3 separate regions of the Pan troglodytes genome follow, and all the other regions are linked to region 3. Evidence: chromatin contacts called from public Hi-C and HiChIP or PLAC-seq data. All regions are on one chromosome and are shown on one strand. The core of a region is the stretch at or near the end of the contact, and the rest is flanking DNA. Distances in the headings are between cores, read along the strand shown. Region 1 overlaps XKR6 (XK related 6). Region 2 holds the start of PINX1 (PIN2 (TERF1) interacting telomerase inhibitor 1). Region 3 holds the start of MTMR9 (myotubularin related protein 9).

The links. Hi-C and Micro-C count contacts between places; a contact is called where the count stands out from the background. HiChIP or PLAC-seq counts read pairs in DNA pulled down with a chosen protein or histone mark.
Region 1: a Hi-C map of stem cell-derived neural progenitor cells shows a contact between it and region 3, with 2.8 times the contacts expected there. The contact joins the enhancer-like site here to the promoter of MTMR9 in region 3. A contact is called at or near these places in 1 of 7 Hi-C or Micro-C datasets (stem cell-derived neural progenitor cells) and 1 of 1 datasets of contacts at active chromatin or transcription factors (stem cell-derived excitatory neurons).
Region 2: an H3K4me3 HiChIP or PLAC-seq map of stem cell-derived excitatory neurons shows a contact between it and region 3, with 8 times the contacts expected there. The contact joins the promoter of PINX1 here to the promoter of MTMR9 in region 3. A contact is called at or near these places in 1 of 7 Hi-C or Micro-C datasets (stem cell-derived neural progenitor cells) and 1 of 1 datasets of contacts at active chromatin or transcription factors (stem cell-derived excitatory neurons).

What each region holds. Positions count from the first base shown.
Region 1 is chr7:17,005,091-17,008,665 of NHGRI_mPanTro3-v2.0_pri, forward strand. All of the region lies in intron 1 of XKR6 (XK related 6), which reads right to left. Among named protein-coding and RNA genes, the nearest start is that of MIR598, 18 kb to the right of the region's middle. Within about 2 kb of position 1,676, at least 17 of the 24 cell types and tissues checked have an H3K27ac peak or open chromatin away from gene starts, as enhancers often do. A contact at or near this core is called in stem cell-derived neural progenitor cells, where this site is marked.
Region 2 is chr7:16,828,136-16,831,858 of NHGRI_mPanTro3-v2.0_pri, forward strand. It overlaps PINX1 (PIN2 (TERF1) interacting telomerase inhibitor 1), which reads right to left and starts at 1,375. Exons shown (of 7, transcript XM_054656525.2): 1 at 1,055-1,375. The coding sequence starts at 1,304. LOC101059533 (a long non-coding RNA gene) reads left to right here and starts at 1,664. Exons shown (of 4, transcript XR_001720022.3): 1 at 1,664-1,752; 2 at 2,241-2,308; 3 at 3,313-3,414.
Region 3 is chr7:17,275,202-17,278,833 of NHGRI_mPanTro3-v2.0_pri, forward strand. MTMR9 (myotubularin related protein 9) reads left to right here and starts at 1,914. Exons shown (of 12, transcript XR_010159158.1): 1 at 1,914-2,511.

The DNA of each region.
Region 1 (3,575 bases), core at 426-2,925, 270 kb before region 3:
CCGCAACATACCCATGTAACAAACCTGCACGCGTACCCCCTGAATCCAAAATTAATAATGAAAAACATGAATCCAAGACAAGATGGACCCACACTGCTGCCCCTCCACTGTCTCAGAGGGAAAAGCTATGTCTTCATCAGAAGGTTATCCAAATTCCAAATCATCTTCAGCCACAGGCAAAACGCAGATGGAACTTGCCAACAAGATGCTGAGCCGAAGAAGCAGACGTGAGAGGACAGGGACTGATGATTCTGTTCCCTCAGATTCCCAGAACAGACAAAACTCATCTACGATCAGGGAAGCCGGGGCCTGGGTTGGGAGGAGGCGCTTGGGGGCGCCTCTGATCGCGTGATATGGGTGCCCTGCATCTGGCCGTGTTCACTCGGGAAATGCTGTGAGCTGCACTTTTTTTTTTTTTTTTTTAAGTAACCCAAATTCTTTTAGTTCCAATTTCAACTTCCTTAGCATTGCTCTGAAATCCTCTCATGCTGCACTTTTATTTTTACTCTTCTGAGCACATCCGGGATGCCCAACTCTCTGGAAAGAGGGATTAATTTTTTTTTTCGGTCCAGATTTTTGAGATTATTTAGGAAAGGTTTAGGGCAAGGAGAATATTTATAGCAACAAGGACGTGTCTAAACGCACTGGAGGCTTCTTTGCCCGGAACTCCCACATCTGCTAGAAACCACCCCCCACCCCCACCTCGGGGAGGGACCCTGAAGAGAGTTAGGGGAAGAAGGAGGAGAGGGGGACGCTGGCAGAGAAAGCCGGCCAGGTCTGACCGAGGGGATGAGTGTCTGAAGCCAGGGGGCTCTGGGCTTCTCCGGCCTCAGGCAGGAAGCGGGGCTGGCTGCGGTCGGGACCCAGCGCCCCCCAGGCCCTCCAAAGACTGGTTGAGCTCAGAACCAGAAGGAGCGAGGGAGCAGAGAAAGCCGGGGGCGGGCTCGGGGTAAGACAGGAAGGGAGTGAGATGAAGGTGAGAAGTGGGAGGGGAAGGAGGGAAACCGAGAGGAATTGAGGGTGGGCTCGGCGTATCTAGAGCAGTCCGCGGAGGACGCTGAGGCTCGCCGGGGAAGTGCTGTGCCCGAGGCGCCCCAAAGGTGGGCGGCGGTGCCAGCTCAGACCCACGCCTCTCTCCAAGTCCCGACTCCTGCGGACTCGGCTGCAGGCGGGGTCCATGAGGGCGGGCAGCAGAGCTCAGACGATCCGGCTCGGTTTGGTCAGCAGACCCCCGGTAACGCCCCGCACCGTCGGCGATCCCTGCCCTCTTCCACTGCGCCCCCACAAGCCCCGAGCTCGCCCGTCCTTCCCCCCGGCGCTCCGCTCTGTGGCCCCCTCGCATCCCACCGTGGGGGTGCAGCTCCCCTGGCACAGCCCGACGGTGGGAGAGGGCGGCCAGCTGGACTAAAAGCCCCGTCCCCGGGCGGGACCTTCCTCCCCGCACCCTGACGCGGCGGTTTGCCGGGGGCCTCTGCGTCCCTCTGCCCCGCGCCCTGGATGGGGAGGGTCTGGGCTCCGCGCCGCGAGGCAGCGCGACGGCTGCGGGCGACTTGGCGTGCGGTGCTGAGGACCCTGGGGGAGTGTGCGCTGGGACGCCGGGGACTCGGGGTCCTAGTGCCACCGGACGCAGGGGGAGTAGCGCAGGTCTGGGGGCGGGGTCTCTCGAGGCGCAGACAACAAGCTAGATCCTGAGCCCTCTGCTTCAAAGCGGGTAGCGCCTTCGCCCACGCCTTCCCTCCCACCATCCCTGCCTGGCTGCCACCCGGAAGTCCCCGTCCGCGCCCCGACAGCGCCGCCCTCCGGCTGGCTGCAGCGCGGGCCCTCGGTAGGGGGCGTTCCAAGGCCCCGCCTCCTCGTCACTGCCACGGATGACGACACCCCAGGCCCCCGGCCCCGCCTCCGCCTCTGCCTCCGCGGCCAGCACTGGGGAGCGTCCTGGCCTGCGCTTGCTCCCCAACCCCTCCTTGCCCCGCTCTGAGCCGGCGCGTCCTTGCTCTCCCACCACTCTTCTCTCTCGGGCCAGCCGAGCCTAAAAGGCCTCTCCTCTTCTGTTTTTCCAGTTCCCTCCTCAATTTCACCTCCTCGGAGACCCTCCACCACTCAGATCTTCAGCGAGCAAGTCACCTTTCCTTTAGATAGACAGACAGGTTAGAGATAGATTAGAGAGATTAGATAGAGATTAGATGGATAGATTAGATAGACTGATAAGATGAAAGATGTAGATGGTAGAGATTTGCATACATATGGATAGATACATATGGATAGATCATAGATAGATGGATGATTGATGCGATGTGGATGATAGATGGTTGGATAAAGATGATAGTTATAGATGATAAAAAGGCATAGATGATAGATACATATAGATGACAGAGATAGATAGAGATGATATATAACATTGTAACACGTATAGATAGGCCACAGATAGGTAGGCAGTAGGTAGATAGGAGGTAGATGGATGGATATGCGTATAGATATAGGTATATGTCCTGAAGGGACAACCCGGACCCCAGGCTGGCCAGGACAGTACCCAGGCTTTGGCAACCTCCTCAATAGACACGAAGCTGCAGGTTTTCAGCTGCTTACGCCGGGCAAACTGTAAAGTGCTTTAAATCCCTGGAACTAACCACAACGGCAGCTTAGCCTGGAAACTCAAGTGCTGGCTGCAGGCAGTTTGAGCGCAGCTCCAGGGCTGCAAGGTTGCCTGCAAGTAACACGACATTTGTTCATTCTTTCAAGCATCTGCTGAGCCTGTTGCAGCTGCCTGTGGCTGGGTTCCGGCACTCAGAGACCCTGGGCCTGCTCGAGAGGGGCTGACATTATGGTGGGCATCAGAGACACCCACACAGAGCCTCACTTGATCCATGTGGCAGTGCCCTGGGAGAGGACAGGGAGGGGTGCTGGGAAACACGAGAGGGGCAGGCATTTGACCTGGGTCCTGAGGACAGGCTGAGGTTCGCAGAAGAAGAAAAACCACATCAGTCAGAGGCACCAGTAGGTGCCCATCGGAATAGAGGGCCTGGTTCCTCCTGGGCCAGGAAGCAGTTTTGTGGGGCTGGATCCCCAGATCCTGAGACGACAGTGGGTGCTGGGGTGTAGCTTGTGCTCAGAGAGGAGGAAAGCTGGCTGAGGCCAGGTTGAGAGGGATTCTGAGAGCCCATCTATTTCTCCTGTTCCCATCTCCTCTGTTATACCTGTCCCCAGGCGCCTGAAATGACAAAGGTGCACAACCCCGGTCCTCTGGGCCTGGACTTCAAACCTATACACATGTGACAATCCCCGAGTTAGACAGCCCTCCTTCAGGAGCAGCTCTGGATGTCAAAGGGTTACGCTGCTGTCAGCAGCCCCTCCCTCTGTCTGACCTGAATCCCCCCACCCACCCAGGGACAGCCTCCCCCTCAGGGTGACTCAGCCCCTGACTCCCAACTCCCTCCCTGCCATCAGCTAAGACTGTAACTGGTTACCATAGCGACCTCAAGAAGCCCGGTTCATACCCCTCCTTCCTGATGAGACCTGGAGGTCTAAATTGCTCCTGAGATGAACGCTGTGCACAGCTCCTCACCTGCAGAGATAGT
Region 2 (3,723 bases), core at 125-2,624, 450 kb before region 3:
CAAGGATTTGACAATTTGGAATAACGTTGGGAAGAGGAGAACTGAAAACACTCTTGAAATCATGTAATCTGAATTACTGATGTCTACAAATAGCATTTTACACCTCTATATTTCAGACTTTTCAAACTATGTTCATGTTCACCATCTCACTGATTTAAGGCCACCTAGGGATAAAAATATTAAGAGAAGATTTTGTGGCCTCACAAACACTGATCAAAGGAACAGACATAAATGAATAGCAGAACTAGGGCCAAAGTCGCCAAGTGCATGCTGAATTAAGCAAACATCAAAGAATACGAAAACCAGAAGAGATCTTAGCTATCTAGGCTCTAACCCTGACTCCTCATTTTTTACTGGTGAAAAAATAGAACCGACGGGTTCAGTCTAAAACATACTCATTTCTATGGGTCTCCGCTGGTCTTACGGGGAAGAACATAAAGATACAGAGATAACTGGATCAATTTTGCCATTTTCTAGCTCAATGACTAGGGGCAAATTATTTTCCTTTGAACGTCAATTTCTGCCCCTGTAAAATCGGGATGGTGCCTGACCCATTTCGTTTTGTGCTCCTAAGTCCTCCACCCTCTTAGAAAAGAGAGTGCTAACAGCACTTATTTCACAAAATCCCTGTGCTGGTCTGCTTGATCTGTTAAATAAGCTGTTTCTGTTCTTTGCTCACTATACAACTCGCCAAGCAGGACCCGCTTTTCAGGATCAAAGCATGACTGCCATCTGGCGGCAAGCGACCTTCGCTACAGGTACAATTCAGAAGTTCAGCAGCCTCTCCAGAGACAGGGGTTTCACCGACTCCACCAAGTGAAGATAAATGTCAAAGGTAAACAGGCAGGACGGGGCGCTGTGGCCAACTAATAAGGTCAAAAACGCCAGTCTCACTTAGAATTACACATTAGCCCTGCACTCCCTCGCTAAGTGGCTGACGTCCCATATTTGAGACTTCTAACTCCTTTGCTTTTTCTTTTTCTGGGTCCAAGACATCTTGGACAATGTGATTACAGTTTGAAGTGATCCTTCTGCTCAACCTTCTCTTTTTAACCTGAGGAAGCTGAGGTCCGGGTGGGGAGAAGCAACCAGTCCGGGACCCCACAAAGGGCGGCGGCGGGGCCAGTCCCGGGACCCGGTGTTCTGACCCACTTCGCACGCGCCCCAGGGTGATTCTGAGGACGGCGTCTCCGGGAGACACTTGCGGTCTCTCTCACTAGCAGACCTGCGGCCAACTTTCGGGGAGCTCTGCGGCGAGCAGGACAATCAGAGCCGGGCTCGGCTCCCCGGTCCCCCGATCCCATGCGCCAGGCGCGCCGGCAACCCGAGCTCCCAGCCACTCCGGGCTGCCGTGCGCGTCACCCGGCATCTTCACCACCGCGCCTGGGTCGGGCCTCCGCTTCCGACACTCACGTTCAGCCAGCATAGACATGTCGGAGAGCCTGTGATACCGCCGCCTCTGGACCTGGGTGACTGCGGCCACTGGGCGGGCTGGAGACTCCAGGAGAATCAGGACGTGCGTAACTCCCTCGCCGGCGGACTGCAGCAGACGGGGCGCGTGCTGGTGACGTCAGTAGCGCGCGACTCGCTCCTCGAGCACGCGGCGGCGAGGGGGCGGAGCAGGGCGGGGCAACCTGGGGAGGTGACGGGACAAAGAGGGACTGAGGGGGCGGTGGCCGCCCTGCGGGAGGTGGAGAAAGGAGTACGTATTCGCTCATTGGCTAGAGTGAGTGTGCGTACTAAGCGATTGATGTGAGTAAAGCCCGCCTGGGCGTGTCTGCCGCGGAGCATAAGCTCACGTGGATTACCTGTAGGGTCTCCATCAGGAAGCCCTAGGTGCCGGCAAGAAGGGTAGTGGAAAGACGTGACCTGCCCTCAAGCAGCTCAGCCTCACGGGGAAAAGAAATGTGTAAAGAGCTGAACTTAGGGTCATGGATGTTGTATGGACAAGGAGTTTGAAAAACTTGGCTGGAGGGGAGGACTTTGCATTGTAATGTCCCATCTCTTCCTCGTACCCTACCTCTGCTTTCTGAGATAGATAAACAAATGGATGATAGATAGACAAATAGATAGATAGATAGATGATAGATAGATAGTAGATAGATATCAGAAGATAGGTCTGCTATCTATCGGTTTTTTTGTGGGACCCCACACAAAATAGTTGTGGGGAAAATGTTACCTCTTTAAATAATGGGATGCCTTCATCAAGGCAAAGGTTTTATTTATTTTCTCCACCACAGTGCACACACTGGAAGGATGCCTTTATTGTATCCATTTCTGTATTCGTACCAGCACCTCGCAAAATAATGTAAGTATGGTAAGGCTCCATAGATGTTTGCAAAATTTAATTCAAGTGTCCCTGTCTCCAGGGGAGTTCTAATAAGCTCCTAGCTATAACACTTTTAAGTATGGTAAAGACATGTTTTTGGGTGAGTGACTCTCCAGTAAACTTCAGGTGACAGTGCACACAGAAGCCTTTCCTACATAAAAGGAAGGTAAAAAGAGCACCACTCAGGTGCCAAGAAAAGCAATTGAAGGACTAGATTCTTGTTTACAATGAAATTCTCCCTTTAACTAGGAATCTGGATGAAAAAGGTAAACCCTAGTTTCATAAAAGTTAGAAGAAACACAAAAGGATGCTTATAGCTATCAGTGAATACTGAGGGGGTGAGGGGAGGCAAGTGAATGGAATTTTCCCAGCCAAGGCAGGAAAGCTGTGACATTGTGACATAGGGAACAAGGTTAAAAGTAGGGCACTGGACTCAGGAAGGCAGGATCACAAAAATCTTAGGATAATTAGCAGATCTATTTGATTATGCCAGAGAGCGTGGAAGGTAGTTATATAGAATGGAGAATACTGAATTAGTCGGAAATCAGAGTTTTTCAAGCACCTCCTGTGTTGGTATATGATTTCAGAAAGGTAATTTTGTCTCTAAGATGGTCAAGAAGATCGAAGCAGACATTTATGGCCTGTTGCCATGGTTCAGGTGGTAAATGGTTAGTTATCATTGGATCTTCTGTTACAATGAGGTGTCTCCTGGAAATGCTCAGTTAGAGGCCACAGAGGAATATTGTAGAAGGGACTCTGCCTTTTGGTGAATGCAGGATGGTTTCCTATTTTGTTTCAACCCCAGCATTCTATATGGCTATGAAATATTAATGGAGATCATCTACTGAAAAAGAATATTATTAAGTTTGGGATTTAAAAAAAATTACAGAATCTTGTTTGTATTTTAAATGGCCAGCTGGAGTGGAAATTGCACTTGTTAAAAGAAGGTGATCCAATGTAACCCATTCCATCTTGTCCTTCAGTGTCTCAGCAGACTCCCTTGGGCAATACTTCACAGACATGACTGTGCACGCCAGTCACCCAGAGATCATGTTAAAATGCACATCTGGTTCAGCAGGCCTAGGGTGAGTCTGAGATTCTGCCTTTTTTTTTTTTTTTTTTTTTTGAGACAGGGCCTCACTATGTTGCCCGTGCTGGAGCGTAGTAGTGTGACCATGGCTCACTGCAGCGTCTGCCTCTCTGACTTAAGCAGTCCTCCCACCTTAGCTATGACTACGGGCATGTGCCACAACATCCAGCTAAATTTTTTTATTTTTATTTTTTGTAGAGACAGGATATCCCTATGTTTCCCAGGCTGGTCTCAAATTCCTGGGCTAAAGTGATCCTCCCACCTCAGCTCCCAAAGTTTCAGGATTACAGGCATGAGCCAGATT
Region 3 (3,632 bases), core at 664-3,163:
AAAGTGCCCTTAACTAGGGATGGTTTCCATGAAAAGCATACAGGTTTTCTAAATGATGCAGTTTGGTTAACTGCATAGCCTACATGATTGTGTGAGGGTTAATTTCTGGGGTGTGGTTGCACTGAAGACTTCAAGTTCCCACGACCTGAACAGAATTTTGGCTTCTTTCAATACAAAGCGGCATCTGGAATTTTAGCTCTGTGTATGTTGATGTTGGGCCCCTAATGGGTTTCTGTGGGAATGCACCCTCAAAAAGGTTGCTCTGATTGGACTGGAGAGGGTTTACTGCTCATCCTGTCATTTTAACCTTTGTCATTTCCATACTTTTGAAGTCTTATAAGTCATCCAGATTCATTAATTCAAAGGGAGTTCCTCCCTGGTAGTTGGAATGATAGGTCATTTTTTTCAAGGACCCAAGATCGGGCTGGGATAGGGATGGCAGTGTATCTGGATGAAGATGGGAGATAAACAAAGCCAACAGTCCTTTGCCAGAGCTGAGCTGGTGGTATTTAACAGTCTTTGCATTAAATTTAAAGTTCTTAATAAATACCCAGAATCTATTAATTGCCAGAGGGGTAAAGTGAAGCTCTGTTGTAAAATAAGGCTGATTCCCAGTATGCGGTGTCCCTGTGTATACTGGGTGTATACTGGGTGTCCCTGTGTATACTGGGTGACCATCATGGAACAAAAAAAAAATACTTATTTGCTATTTTGTTCTATAGAATAGGAACTTCAGGGGGTGGATACCTATGCTGTCAGGAATGCTAGTTATAAAAATGAATTAAAACACTTCATATATTACAAAGGAAGTGATTCCATCTATTTGGACGAAAGCAATTAAACTGCAAAAATATAAAAAATGGCAACTATTATCCAGTCTACAGTAACTATGCAACAAAGACACCAAGGAAAGTTGGTAGGCATTTACGTATCTCACTTAAAACAAGTCTATAGAGTGATTTATTTTAAGAAGGGTACATTTTAAGAAGGGCAAAATCAAAAGCATGGACAAGTGTTGGATGAGCTGATGAGGTTGTGGCAATTTACTTTGTGAATACTGTGAGAGTTTGTCCAACTCGCTGTGCTTAGGTACTAGATGGTGAGGATTTAAAAGGTCAGTGAAGTCACAGCAGACCAGCACTCAAACATATTTCTCTTCTATTTCCTACTTTTGAATAAAAATGTCAGAAGTGGGCGGTGGGAAAGGAACAAGCAAAGGAGTAATTATTTTAATAAATTTTTGGCGAAACGTGGGTGTCTGACGGGGAGGCTGTGCGGTGGTGACCAACGCACCCATGCGCTGGGTTTCACAGATGCAGACTGAAGTCCAGGCTCTGCTGATTAACGGGGTGGCCGCCAGCAAGTCAAGTGACTTGCTCTTTTGTGCACTGCATCTACTTGGGTTCCTCTCACAGGTATTCCTGTTTTTCCTCTTTCTTGCTCCAGGTTACACTTCGTGGCGCGGCGCTCTCGGGGAGCCTGTGGAGTGGCCCTGTGTCCCTCCCTGACCCCTGGAGGATTCCGTAAGGTCACAGTCACCGCCTCCATCCCATACTTGCCATCTCTTCAGGGCTAATGCATAACAATTATCACAATTTACAGCAGCCCCACGCTCTGAAGAGCTTCTGGAGGGGATACTACTCAAGCGGAGGAAGGCAAGACAGGGACCTCCTCCCTCTTCCCGGACCTCTTCTGATAAGGAATATTTGTAGGTGGTTAAGAAGGGCAGCGGGAGGGCGTGAAGGCAAAGACAAGCTTTTTTTCTCGTAGGAACACAAATCTTCTGGTCTGGCTGTGTTTCCGGAGGCATTTCCAGAGGACCTAGCGAGGACCAACTTCCGGCGGCGACTTCCGCGTCTTCCGAGTTTCGAGACCTGCTGCTTCCGCCCGGAGTTGTTGTGGGCTCCAGCAGCGAGTAGCCACTTCCGCCAGGAGTCCCTAGCGGCCAGGGCGTGGAAGCGGATCCTGAAGCGGTTTCTCCTACTGCCCTCCGCTTGCCAACGCGGGACCCGTAGCCCAACGGCAGCGGCGGTCCTTGGGCCTGTGGAGAGGGGTTCTCTGTGGCCGAGTCCTAAGCCTGGGGAACCGGGCGGTGCGGGAGAGGCGCCTGGGCCTCGCCCAGCCCCAGCCCCTGTCTCCCCGCGGCCGGTGCCGGCGGCTGTAGGCCTCGCCGCGCCCACCCAGATTGGGGCGGGCCCAGCCTCACCGCCCGGCCCGCCCCGCCCCACAGGCCAGCCCCGCGCCGGGTGTTTCCGCTACTCTCCCTGCGGCGGGGTAACCGCCTCGCACCTACCGGGCTCGGTTCCCTGGCTTCGGCCGCGCGGGGAGCATGGAGTTTGCGGAGCTGATTAAGACCCCGCGGGTGGACAATGTGGTGCTGCACCGGCCTTTCTACCCGGCTGTCGAGGGCACCCTGTGCCTGACGGGCCACCACTTGATCCTGTCCTCCCGGCAGGACAACACGGAGGAGCTGTGGCTCCTCCATTCAAACATCGACGCCATCGACAAGCGGTGAGTGCCCGCCCCACCCCAGCTCCGCAGGGAGCCGGGGGTCCCTTGTGGGCGCCCCGGGAAATACTTCCTGGCGTTTTCCGCGCAGCCTGCCGCCCAGCTAGCCGGCAAGATGAGCCCTCTGTGGCCTAGAATCAGGATTTACCAAGCTGAAACCCGTCCAGATGGAGGACCGCGTTTCCATTAAACCTGGATGGAGTTCTCAGGGTTATCGTGTGGCTGGTACCATCCTGATGATCATTTCTGGTTCGTAACACCATTTGGGTGGATTTTCGGCATTGTCTTTATAAATTTCTTCTTCTTCTTGCCCCATCGTATTCCTTGAATCGGTATTGTCAATCACAGTTCATGAAGTTGTGATTGGATGTGATTTAGGTAAAGTCTTTACCATTTTTGAGGAAAACTAAACAGATTATAAAGTTATGAGTGTCTACATACTACGGAACCATTTTTTTAATTTCTGAAAAATGTTCAGTGTATCATATTTCTTATTTCTTACCTTCTGGGTCATCAAAATTTAATTCTCACTAAGGGAGATTCTGATGTCTTCTCTTCATTTTTACTCAGTTCTGCTTGCTGAAAGAACACGGTTGGCTCTCAAGGAAAGGCATGGACCAGTTAACCTCTTTTTTCTTTTTGTACTCCAGACTTTATCTTTCCAAGGCAGTGCCTCGAAGTCAAAAAGTTATACTTTCATCTGCATTCAAAATTCCCATCTCCTTAGTGGCTACTCGCTAGCCAGGAGAGGGCAAACTGATTATCCGTTTTACACAGAAGTATAAATGAATGACGACAACATTTTCTATTGCCTCACAGGATAATTTGGATATTAGGAAGATTCCTACAGAGGATATGCCTTAAAATAATAATCTCTTTCTTTCTTTCTTTCTTTTTTTTTTTGAGACGAAATCTCACTGTATTGCCCAGGCTGGAGTGCAGTGGCCAATCTCGGCTCACTGCAACCTCCACCTCCCAGGTTCTAGCGATTCTTCTGTCTCAGCCTCCCGAGTAGCTGGGATTACAGGTACGCGCCACCAGGTACCCGGCTAATTTTTGTATTTTTTAGTAGAGATGGGGTTTCAACATATTGACCAGGCTGGTCTTGAACTCCTGACCTCGCA